Linked DNA regions of Anser cygnoides: region 1 is linked to region 2. The links are chromatin contacts, called in public Hi-C maps. All regions are on one chromosome and are shown on one strand. Each heading gives the region's core, a stretch centred on a gene start, on an enhancer-like site or on the middle of the called end of the contact. The rest is flanking DNA. Distances are from core to core; before and after follow the strand shown. Region 1 holds the start of FGFR4 (fibroblast growth factor receptor 4). Region 2 overlaps UIMC1 (ubiquitin interaction motif containing 1).

Region 1 (5,054 bases), core at 2,509-5,008, 34 kb before region 2:
CGAGGCCGTCAGGAGGGTAAGGTGTGACAGGGGCAGGTGGCACCAGCAGAGCCAGTCGGCCACCAACGTCCCCCCAGGGCTCCAGCTCGGCCCTCACCTGCCGAATGAGCGGGAATTTGGAGAGCTTGTGGACTGCCATGGGCTCCAGGGGCTGCTTGCTCGACTGCGTCTGCATCCGGCACAGCACCACGATGATGACGGCCATGGCCACGGCCAGCGAGCCCGACGTGTAGATGATGATGTCCGTGTACTTGGCCTCGGGGGCCTCGGCCTCCCGCACCAGCTCCTCTTCTGGAGGGAGAGGAGGCGTCAGCCTGCAGTCCCCGCAACACCCAGGGCCGCCCCCAGCCCCGACCAGCCTCACGGTGCTCCCCGACCCCCCCCCAGCCCTACCTGGGAGCACGGTGAGCCAGGCCGACTGGTAGGAGAGGCCGATGGAGTTCCCCGCCAGGCAGGTGTACTCGCCCGCGTCCTCCATGGAGACGTTGCGCAGGTACAGCACCTCCACCTCCGAGCTGTTGATATCCGCGGTCTGCCGGCAGAGCCAAGGACCTTGAGCATCCCCCCACGGGGACGGGCTCTGCGTGCCCCCCGTCACCCCTCCGGGGGGGGAGCACCAGGGGGGCCCGGCCGCTACCTTGAGCACTTGCACGTAGGGCACCCCGTCGGGGCCGTAGCTGCTGCCGTTCACCTCGATGTGCTTCAGCCACTGGATGTGGGGCTGGGCGTCGCTGTAGACCTTGCAGAAGAACTCCACGTCGCTGCCCACCAGGGCGGTGGTGTTGGCGGGGAGCCCTGCCTGCAGGATGGGCCGGTGCGGGGACCTCTCTGCACCCGGGACAGCAGAGCAGCATCACCCGCGTGGCCCGCGGCACCCGCAGAGGGGTCACACCGCTGCCTCCCCACCCTCCGTGAACCCCCAGGGACCCACGGTGACCCCAGCTGGTGCCTTGTCCCCACGTCTCTCGGGTGCAAGGGATGCTCAGGCAGAGAGGAGCTGAGCACGGGCTCCTCCACCCCATTCCCCCAAGCCTGTCCCCGCTCCCAGGCACTATGCGAGCGGAGACCCGGGAGCAGCGCCGCCAGCAGAGCCCTCACCCAGCACGTCCAGCAGGTAGCTGTAGCGGATGCTCCCAAACCTGTTCTCCACCAGGCAGGTGTAGTTGCCGCGATCGGAGGGCACCACGCTCTCCATGACCAGGCTCCAGTGCTGGTGCCGGAGCTGCAGCGGGGAGGAGAGGCGGGGGGAGGAACGGGGTCAGCTCAACAGAGCCGCTGCTGAGCGGGATGCCAGGAGCAGGGGGAATGGGGACCTTACCCGGATGCCCCCGATGCGGTGCTCCCCCCGGAACTCGCGCCCGTTCTTGAACCAGCGGATGCTGGGGCTGGGGCTGCCCGAGGCCGGGCAGCGAAACTTGACGGTGTTCCCCGCGGGGACGGCGTACAGCTTCTTGTCCATCCGGTGCGGGTGGGTCCAGTACGGCGCTGGGGGCAGACGTGGCGTGCCGTGGGACGGGGCGCGCGGCACAGCGCCAGGCAGCCCAGCTCGGCCCTGCCCAGGGCAGCACTCACCTCTGTGCACGTAGACGGGCTCCTCGCTGCGGTCTCCGTGGGGACCGTCCCCATCGCTGTCTTCGTCGTCATCGCCCGACGCCAGCGAGTCTGCGAGGGGAGGCAGGTTGTGAGGGATGCCCCCGTCCGCAGGACCAGGGAAGCGGGGGCGCGCTCCCCCCAGCGCTGCCCTGGGCTCTCACCCACGACGGAGATGGTGAAGTTGCGCAGGATCTCCCCAGTGCCCCGTGCCCGGCACACGTAGAGCCCCGAGTCCTCGTAGGCGACCTCGGAGATCTCCAACAAGCTCTGCTGGAGATGGACGCGGCCCCCCGGGACAAGTGGCCTGGACTCCTTGTACCAGACCACGCTGGCACCGCTGTGGTTGGCGTCGCAGTACAGCTTCAGCACATTGCCTGGGTCCAGCAGGAGATGTTCCTCCTCCGACTCCAGCAAGGGACTCTCAAACAGCTCTGCAGCCCAGGAGAGACGCGCTGAGCGCCAGGCACGGTGCTCTCCCCCCCGACAGCATGGCCCCGCCACACACCCGCCCGGCGCACGGAGCACACGGCACGACGTGGCCCGGTGCTCGGCTGCGGACACGGGCGAGGGCTGGACTCTGCCCTCGGGCACGGGGACGAGGCTTCCCCAGCGGCTGCCTGGCACTGGCGTGTCCCTGTCCAAGGCCACACAATGCCAAACTCCTTTCGGGGGGGCCACTCCTGCAGGCACAGGGTGCCCAAGCCCATCCTGCTGCGCTGGGAACGGGAAGGGAACGGGTGCCCTCAGCATCAAACCCTCCTGGCCACCCTCCCCACAGGGCTGCTGGAAAAGCCAGCACCAAAGAATTATTCTGTTCTGTTCTGGTCTGCCTGGAGCAGACCGCAGTACAGACAGCCCTTGCTGTCCCAGCACAGCGTCGGAGTGGTGATGCTTGGACCCGAAGCGGAGGAGATGCCAGGACCCAAAGCCCCGCAGCTCCGAGCACGGCAGCCCCGCAGCCCCTGCCTGCGTGTCCCGTGCAACGTCCCCGAGCCCCGAGCGCTGCGGCTGTCAGCACACGTGTGCACATCCAGAGCGGGAACGACCCAACCGCCCAGCATCGCCTGACCGCTGCTGCACCAACCCCGGCCACGCCACTGGGCTGCCCGCACGCCGTGGGCCTTGGGGACCGAGCCAACATCGAGCCAACACGCAAAGACCACCGAAAGCAGCCTCACCGCCCCAGAAACCCCCCAGCGTGGCCGCAGATCCCACCCCAGCCGCGCTGGGTGCAAGGTGCCTCCCAGCCACCCGCTCTCGCACCCAGTCAAGCCCACCACCGGCGGGCAGCACGGGGGTCTCGGCGGGGTGCCGGAGCCAAAGACGCCACCCCAACCCCGAAGCCCCCTCTCCCGAGCCCCGAGTCCCCCCCCTCCGGCCCCGTACCTGTCTCCATCGCCCCACGGCGGGAGGCGGCGGGCCGAGCCGCCAGCAGCAGCCCGGCCAGGACGTGCCAGAGCGGCCGCATCTTGCCGGCCTCCTGCAAGGCACCGGCAGCGCGGTCAGGGGGCTGCGCGCCCCCGGGGGGAGCCGGGCCGCGCCCGGACCCGGTGAGGGACGGGCCGGGCCGGGACCGGAGGGCTGCGCGGAGCCCCGACGGCACGGCCCCGACCGGGGCAGCGCCAGTCCCCGCGACCGCAGGGACCTTGCGGGGGTTTGGGGACCTGGGAGGGGACTGGGAAAAATGGGGGGGGGGGGGGGGGGGGGGGGGCTGCCCGTAGCCTTAACCCGAGGGGGGGGACGGGGAGGGGACGGCAGGAGCGGGGGGCGCGGGGAGAGGTCCCGGGCTCGGCGCCCCGCGGATGGGGCGGCGGGGAGGGATGGGGGTCGGGGAAGGGATGGGGGCGGCGGGGAGGGATTGGGGGGGGGGGAAGGGATCGCGGGGAGGGGGGGGGGAGTCGCGGGAGGGGGTCGCGGCGTTACCGGCGGGGAGCGGCTCCCTCGGCGGAGCCGCCCGCGCGGTGCGGGGAGGACCCGGGCAAAGTCCGCCGCCGCCGCCGCCGGCGCCTCCGGGGCCGTGCCGGGCCGGGCCGTGCCGAGCCGTGCCGGGCTCAGCGCCCCGTCCCCATGGCGGCCCCCGGCCTGGAGCTGGCTCCGCCGCCGCCTTGGCCGCGCTCTGCCGCCGCCGCGGGCGCGGGCACTTTGTAGGGCGGCGCTCGGGTTACACCGCGCCGCGGGCGGCCCCGACCCCGCCCCGCCCCCGGGACCGAGCCCGGGACCGAGCCCGAGCCGTGCCCGAGCGTTGCCGGGCGCCGTTCCCGGCAGCGGGGCAGCGCACCCGCGGGCTAATTGGTGCCGCCGCAATTAGCCGCCGCCTTATCGCTGCCGGGGCCATAAAGCGGCCGTGCGTGACCCCCATTAGGAGCCCATAAGGCCCCGTCGTAAAAACACCGCGGGGCTGCGAGCCGGGGCCCGGGCGGCCCTAATCCGGCCCATAAACACCTCCCGGACCCCCCCGGGGGGACCCCGGGCACCGCGAGCGACCCCCGGCCGCCTCCTCCATCCCCTGCCGGTAACGGGGACCCGGTCCCCGGTCCCCAGAGCCCTCCCGCAGCCGCAGGCTGGCTGCGGGCTTCGCAGCTCGGTGTGGGGCTGCGCTGCCCCGAGCCCCGTGCCGCTGTGAGCGGGGCACGGCCACCCCCGTCCCCCCCCGTCCCCCCCCGTCACCCCCATCCCACGGGGCCACGAGGCCAGGGCACGGCTCCAGCACATGAGAACAGCGAGCGCGGCACGAGGCGGTGTCACACGAGGGCTGCGCGGTGCCACGGTCACCCGCGGTGTCACCCACCCCGCGCTGCCCCCCGCCCGGGGCGCTGCCCCCACCCCGGGGCGCAGAGGAGCACGGAGCAGCCCCCGCGGCCCCCGGCAGCTGTTCGGCGCGGTGCATTCCTGCCGGCACGCGGAGCGGACGGGAACATCGATTTCACGGGGCAGCAGCCGCCTCCGCAGAGCTCACGGCGTGCCGGAAACACGGAAAAAATGTTGGGTTCAGCTCGATTCGAACCGAAACCACATCTAGACTGGGAGGACAGGGAAATCCTCGGCGAAGCGGAGCCGGCAGTGCCAGGCAGCCCAGCTCGGGGCAGGTCTGGGTGCTGGGGTGCGGAGGGGCTGGGGGGCAGCAGATCCCAGCGGATGGATGCACAAAACCCTGGAGCCCCAGGGGAGATCGGGGCGAGCGTGGGAAGGGATCATTCCCAGTGCTGGGAATGCTGGAGGAGAGCCGGGAGCCCACGGGACCCAGAGCCTGGGATGGGCACAGAGACCCTAAACCCCATCCAGGTCCCTGCAGCGGGGACAGAGCAGGGCGGGCAGATAGGAGCAGGACGAGGGGACCCGCGCTGGCAGCTCGCCCCGTGCCACGCTGGGCATCCCCGCAGAGACCGGGTGGGGGGGGCACGGGCTGCGGGCGGCAGGGAGCTGCTCCCCTCCCTGCTGTGGGGCTGGGGGCTCGGGCTGCC
Region 2 (5,197 bases), core at 1,293-3,792:
GCCTGGCGCTTTGCCCCGACACCCCTCGCTCCGAGTGCAGCTCCCACTCGCAGAGCACCAGAGCTGATGGGAACGGACAGATGGATGTCGCCCGGAGCCCCCTCGTAGTGTTGAGGAGGTTAAGCCAGGAAATTGTTGAAAGCTCACTAGTATCCAGCATAATCGTGTCTCCGGGGAAGAGCCAGCCTTTGACAAGGTCAAGTGAAAAGCCTTCCTCGCCACCTAAAAGCGATTCCAGTAGCGTGTTACCTAGCACCCTGGGAGAGGACCTCACGTCTCTGAGTCCCGTCTTTGGCAGGGTGACTTCAGGCTCCTGGCAACTGACACCTCGGAGACTGTTCACAAGCCCCTCCGGCTCTTCCAAAGCAGCAGGCCACGAACCAAAAGAGCAGCCCCTGCCCTGCACTGGCCTTTCTGCGGGAGAGGCCGGCGCTGGGAGCTCGGGCACCCTCTGGAAGAGCTGGGCCGTGGAGGAGGGTGGCAGTCCCAGGAGGAGCGGTGGAGGGGCAGGTCCCAAACACACCTCACAGCCCAGGCACGCTGCCGGAGCCTGTGCTTCCACAGAGCAGAAGGAGGTGCCTGACAGTTCCCCTGAGGTTTGCATGCCAAATGTGGCGGAGGAGAAGCACAAGCAGGAGGAGGCGAGAGACACAGTACACTATTACTGGGGCATCCCCTTCTGCCCCAAGGGGGTGGACCCCAACCAGTACACCAAAGTCATCTTGTGCCAGCTGGAGGTGTACCAGAAGAGCCTGAAGCAGGCTCAGAGGCAGCTGTTGCATAAGAAGGAGTTTGGTAACCCGGTCGTGCCCAGTTCTTCTTCCTTGAGCCTAAACGAGCTTGGGAAGGGAGAGCAGATAGGTAGAGAGAATGGGGTCGCTGATGATACTGAAGATGGAGACCCAGACATGCAGAAGGAGTGCGAGAGCATCACCTGGCTCCTCCCTTCGAAGAGGAGGGAGGCAGAGAGTCCAGGGCACAACATGGAAGAAGAGAAGAACTCCACTTCCGATGACGAACCGACCACGAGCTACTGCCAGGTAAGAGCTCTGATGAGCAGCGGTTCAGCAGTCGTGCTCTTCCCTCCATTTTAGGATTCAGTCCCTTCTGCAAAGCAGGCGCCGCTGATAAGCATTCCTCTTAAATTTAGGGGCTGCCTCCCCCAGCCACCCAGCTTGCCGTGAAAGGGAGAGGAAAAGCCTGCAGGCTGATTTCCCGGCTCAGAAGTGGTGGGGGCATCATGCAGCCTGGCAGCTGTCCATCACTGCACCACTGAGATAAAGACTTCCAGCTGACACTTCCTTCTCAGAGGGGTGTAGCCTGGCAGGGCGTCAGGGCACCGAGACAACGCTCTGGCAAACCAGCTTAGAAACCTGTGGCCGCGTGAGGAGCTCTGTGTTTTCCTCCGCAGACAGAAACGTGGCTGCTTTCCTTGCACTGCGGCCTTTCCTTTTTGCCTCCCCGTTTTGTGAGTGCTTCGCTCCTGCGGGTGCTCTTTTCCCTCGTGGTGCTCTGGTTGCAGCTGTGACGGGCTGGGCACGCATGCACGTGTGTTCTGCCTGCCTGGGGTGATCTGTCGCGGCAGCAGCGCTCGCTGTCCTTGCTCCCGTGCCTCGGCACCTTCTGTCCGTGCCTGCTTGTTGGGTCTGGTAGACGCTAGGTGTCAGCCTCTGTCTCTGTCAGGGCTCTCTCGCTGGAGCGGAAGGCAGCTTTCTGTCACTGCTAAGTTTAAACAGATTGCTAGTCAGATGAAGTATTTATTACTGCTGTATTTTAGGTTTGTGTCAGCCTTTTCCAACCCTCATTTTTCATAATGACTTCACTCCCGGATCATTGTATAACTTTATCTTCTCTATGACTGAAGCCTCGGCTCTGTTGTTCCTGTTTTCAAGTGTATTTGATCATTTACCCTGGTGTTAGAAAGATACTTAACTTGTTTTGTGATATTTATATTCTGTCTTGTAATATTGAACACTTAAGAAAAACGTCATGTCTGCATTTTCTGGTTGCAGAAAAAGTGCAGAGCAGCCTGTGCTGAAAAGTGACTTGTCGTGACAGTGCTTTGGCTGGGTTTAGCGGATACAGATTTAAACAAGCCTTAGAGGTGACCTGCAGAGGAAAGAGGCAGACTTGCGCCTTTTTCATTTCTTTTGGATGGTTACAAACGATCTGAAGGGTTCTTAAGGCAAACTGTGTTTTTCTTTTTTTTTTCCCCTCCCTGTCTTTTTCTTTGGAAATTGAAGTCTTGGTGCTCCGGCAGATTGGGGTGGCTGCAGATCTACGGCTGTGTGCGCTAAAACCCTGGGGAAGCTACAGCAGCTGGGAGGGGCATGAACTTTTAATTAGTATTGAAAAATATGAGTGTTTTTTTCTCTTATTATCCGTGTAATGCTAATGCTTAATTAATTCTTGGGGAGAAAGTGGTTTTAGTGGTGCTGAGTGGGAACTTGTAATGTACTCATCCTGACCACAAGAGCTCTCCTAAGGAGCTGTAAGTGTATGGAGATTTAGTCTTCCTGATATTTTTAAGGTGAAAAACCAAGGGGAGGAGCAAGCTTGAAAATTTCAACCCCGGGCAAAAATTTGCCAGTCTTCTATTTACAGGAGAGAAAAGGATTTCTAAATACCTTTCATCTGCCTTATCGCTCCTGGCTCGAGAGGTTGCTCCCTTCTCCTTTCGCCTCTCTGCGCAGTCGCATGCTGAGGCCAGCGCAGGTGATTTACTTGCAGGATCGATATGTTTGATGTTTGCTTGTGCCTTGCCTCCATTTTTTTCCCTCTATCAAATACAATTCCACCGGCGGTGACGAAGGACAGGCACAGGGCAGCGCTGTCCCCGATGTGCTGCGTGGCTCGGTCCCAGTGCCGCCAGGGGCTGCTTTGCCGGTGGGGACAGTGGGAGGTCTGGGGCTGTGCCGAGGCCAGAAACCATCCCTGCGGGCTCACAGCTGCCCTTGAAAAAGCCTCGTGGTGTGCCAGCGAGGTCTGTAGCCCTGCTCTGAAACCCCTCGCCTGCAGTGGGCAGCGACCTTCCACCACGGCAATGGGCAACCTGAGCGGTCGTCGTCTTCGAGACATCTCCTGGCCCGCGAACCTGCCCTGACAAACCTCAGTGCCAATAGCATAAATTCCTTCGTAGCCTTTCAAACAAGGTCAGGGGACTCGTGGCCTCTTAAAAGATTCAGAAGAAAACGACCCAATTCTGGAGAATTAGAATCCGGTGACCTGAATTAGTGCCGTACCTTAAAACATATACAGGAGGAAAAACGGGATTGTGGCACGGTGTTTGTGAGCAGGGTTTGTGGTTCTTCAGATCCGTGCAGTTCAACGACGACAACAACACAAAGTAAAGGAGGAGGTGTGGTATTTTATGTTAATGATGTGTTAGGCTGTGAAGAAATAAAGAACAGTGTAGATGAAACAGAATATTTTGGGGCTGGAGTCACTTTAGGGAAATCTGGCAAGAGGCTTTGCGTTGGGGCTTGCTGGGGAAGCGCAGCAGCCATCTAGTACTGGGGCTGATCGAAGTTGAAACCTATGGAAGAAATCAAACCCTGAGAGGAGGAGGGAGAAAAACCCCTTGGATTTCTTGGAGAAATGGCATGAGAAATCGCAGGCCTGCCAGCGAGGACTGCTAATAAACCGCTGTAATTCCATCTGATTAGAGAATGGCAAGCGTAATGTGTACACTGAGGAAGAAGAAAGGGAGCCGGGTAATGACTGACATGTTAGCCTGACCTTGGCAACGCACAAGGCTTTTGAACAAATTTTAAAGGAGAGAATAAGTGGAGTCACAGAGGTAAATGAAAAATGGGATAAAATGCACATGGATTTACCAGCTGCAGATTGTGCAGGTTAATCTGTTCCCTCCCTTTGATAGGACAGCTGATTACCCCGCCGAGAAAAATGCAACAGATTTTATCTGTAGGAATCTCAGAAAAGTACTTCTCGTGGTCAACCAGCAGCTGTACCAGTTGATCAGGTCATCCAAACTCAGGCAAATGGATCTGAAAGCGGGGTGGGTGAGGGCTGCTGGAGTGCTTGAAGACACTGAGAGCCCTGGGTTGTTCTGCTCAGCACAAACGGAGCTGGGCAAGGGCTGTGATCGCTGCCACCGTCGGGATAGGCGCTGGGAACAGGCAGAGACTGTGAACGTGAAGGACAAGGTTGAGAACAGACGGACACGGGATGTCCAGGAATACAGCTAGGCAGCAAAAAGTACTGCCAGGCATTGTTGCAGAGCGCTGCTGAGCTCCTTACCGAAAGGAGTAATGGAGGCAAAAAGCTGACAAGTTCAGGACAGATACTTAGCCGTTTCTGGAAAAAAAACAAAAAAGAAAAAACGTGCTGCACGCAGAACTTGATGACCCAGCAGAGCCTGTCTGGCCTGGTTAGCTGTGTGTGTTGCTTTATACAATATCAGAGTTCTCTTTCTTTTCCAGGCCTCCCAGGTGCTGTCTGCAGAGGATGTACGCGGAGACGGGGAACCCATGCAGACTGCACAGAGGTGAGGAGGGGGGAATTCAGTGTACCAGGTCCGTGGGCTCGCCCTGGGGACGTGGACTCATCCTCTCACCGGGAGCAGTTTGGGGCACGGTCTGCGTGGGGCTTGCTGAAGCCCTGGGAGCCGTGGAGCCTCCAGCAGCAGGTCCTGCTGGAAGGGCTGCGCGCAGCTGCTGCTCGGACCTGTCCCTGGAAATACACGGCTCTGGAGCAGCGAGGGAGGGAGGAGAGGCACAACTGGGGAGAAGGGATCAGTTATTGTTCTTGCTCTCTAAAACGTGTGAGTACATCCTTGTGCAAGTAAGAGGGCTTGATCCTTACCCTCTGAAGCTAATTTGACACGGTACAGTAAAGCTGTGGAGATGGGTAGGTGAGCTAAAGGTGAGTTACAGCAGCGTGATCACATGCTCTGCCTTTGAAGGCACATATGCAGCATGGTGAATGGTTTACAGAATTTCTGTGTGTATTTTTATATTCTTGCCTTGCTGCTGAAGAGGAAAGAAGGGAGGAGGAAGCCAGACGGCACTGCCTATCAGCCAAAGATAGAGTGCAGTGCTCCAGAAAAGCCACTTCAGCAGATGACAGGTGTGGGACAAGTCAACATGATTTTCTTCAGATTTAAGCCTAGTCTTTTTTTTCCCCCTTTTTTTTCTTTACTTCCTGGGGGATGCAGTTCTGCAATGAAGGCTGTGAG

Evidence for each region. Hi-C and Micro-C count contacts between places; a contact is called where the count stands out from the background.
Region 1: a contact with region 2 is called in a Hi-C map of liver, with 17 times the contacts expected there. The contact joins the promoter of FGFR4 here to the enhancer-like site in region 2. A contact is called at or near these places in 2 of 7 Hi-C or Micro-C datasets (both in liver).

Annotation. Positions count from the first base shown.
Region 1 is chr14:9,309,690-9,314,743 of Taihu_goose_T2T_genome, reverse strand. FGFR4 (fibroblast growth factor receptor 4) reads right to left here and starts at 3,758. Exons shown (of 18, transcript XM_067005405.1): 1 at 3,517-3,758; 2 at 2,980-3,073; 3 at 1,755-2,024; 4 at 1,573-1,662; 5 at 1,319-1,485; 6 at 1,099-1,222; 7 at 638-828; 8 at 394-532; 9 at 98-291. The coding sequence starts at 3,061.
Region 2 is chr14:9,274,761-9,279,957 of Taihu_goose_T2T_genome, reverse strand. It overlaps UIMC1 (ubiquitin interaction motif containing 1), which reads left to right. Exons shown (of 13, transcript XM_067005403.1): 5 at 1-1,040; 6 at 4,443-4,507. Among named protein-coding and RNA genes, the nearest start is that of HK3, 18 kb to the right of the region's middle. Within about 2 kb of position 2,542, at least 2 of the 3 cell types and tissues checked have open chromatin away from gene starts, as enhancers often do. A contact at or near this core is called in liver, where this site is marked.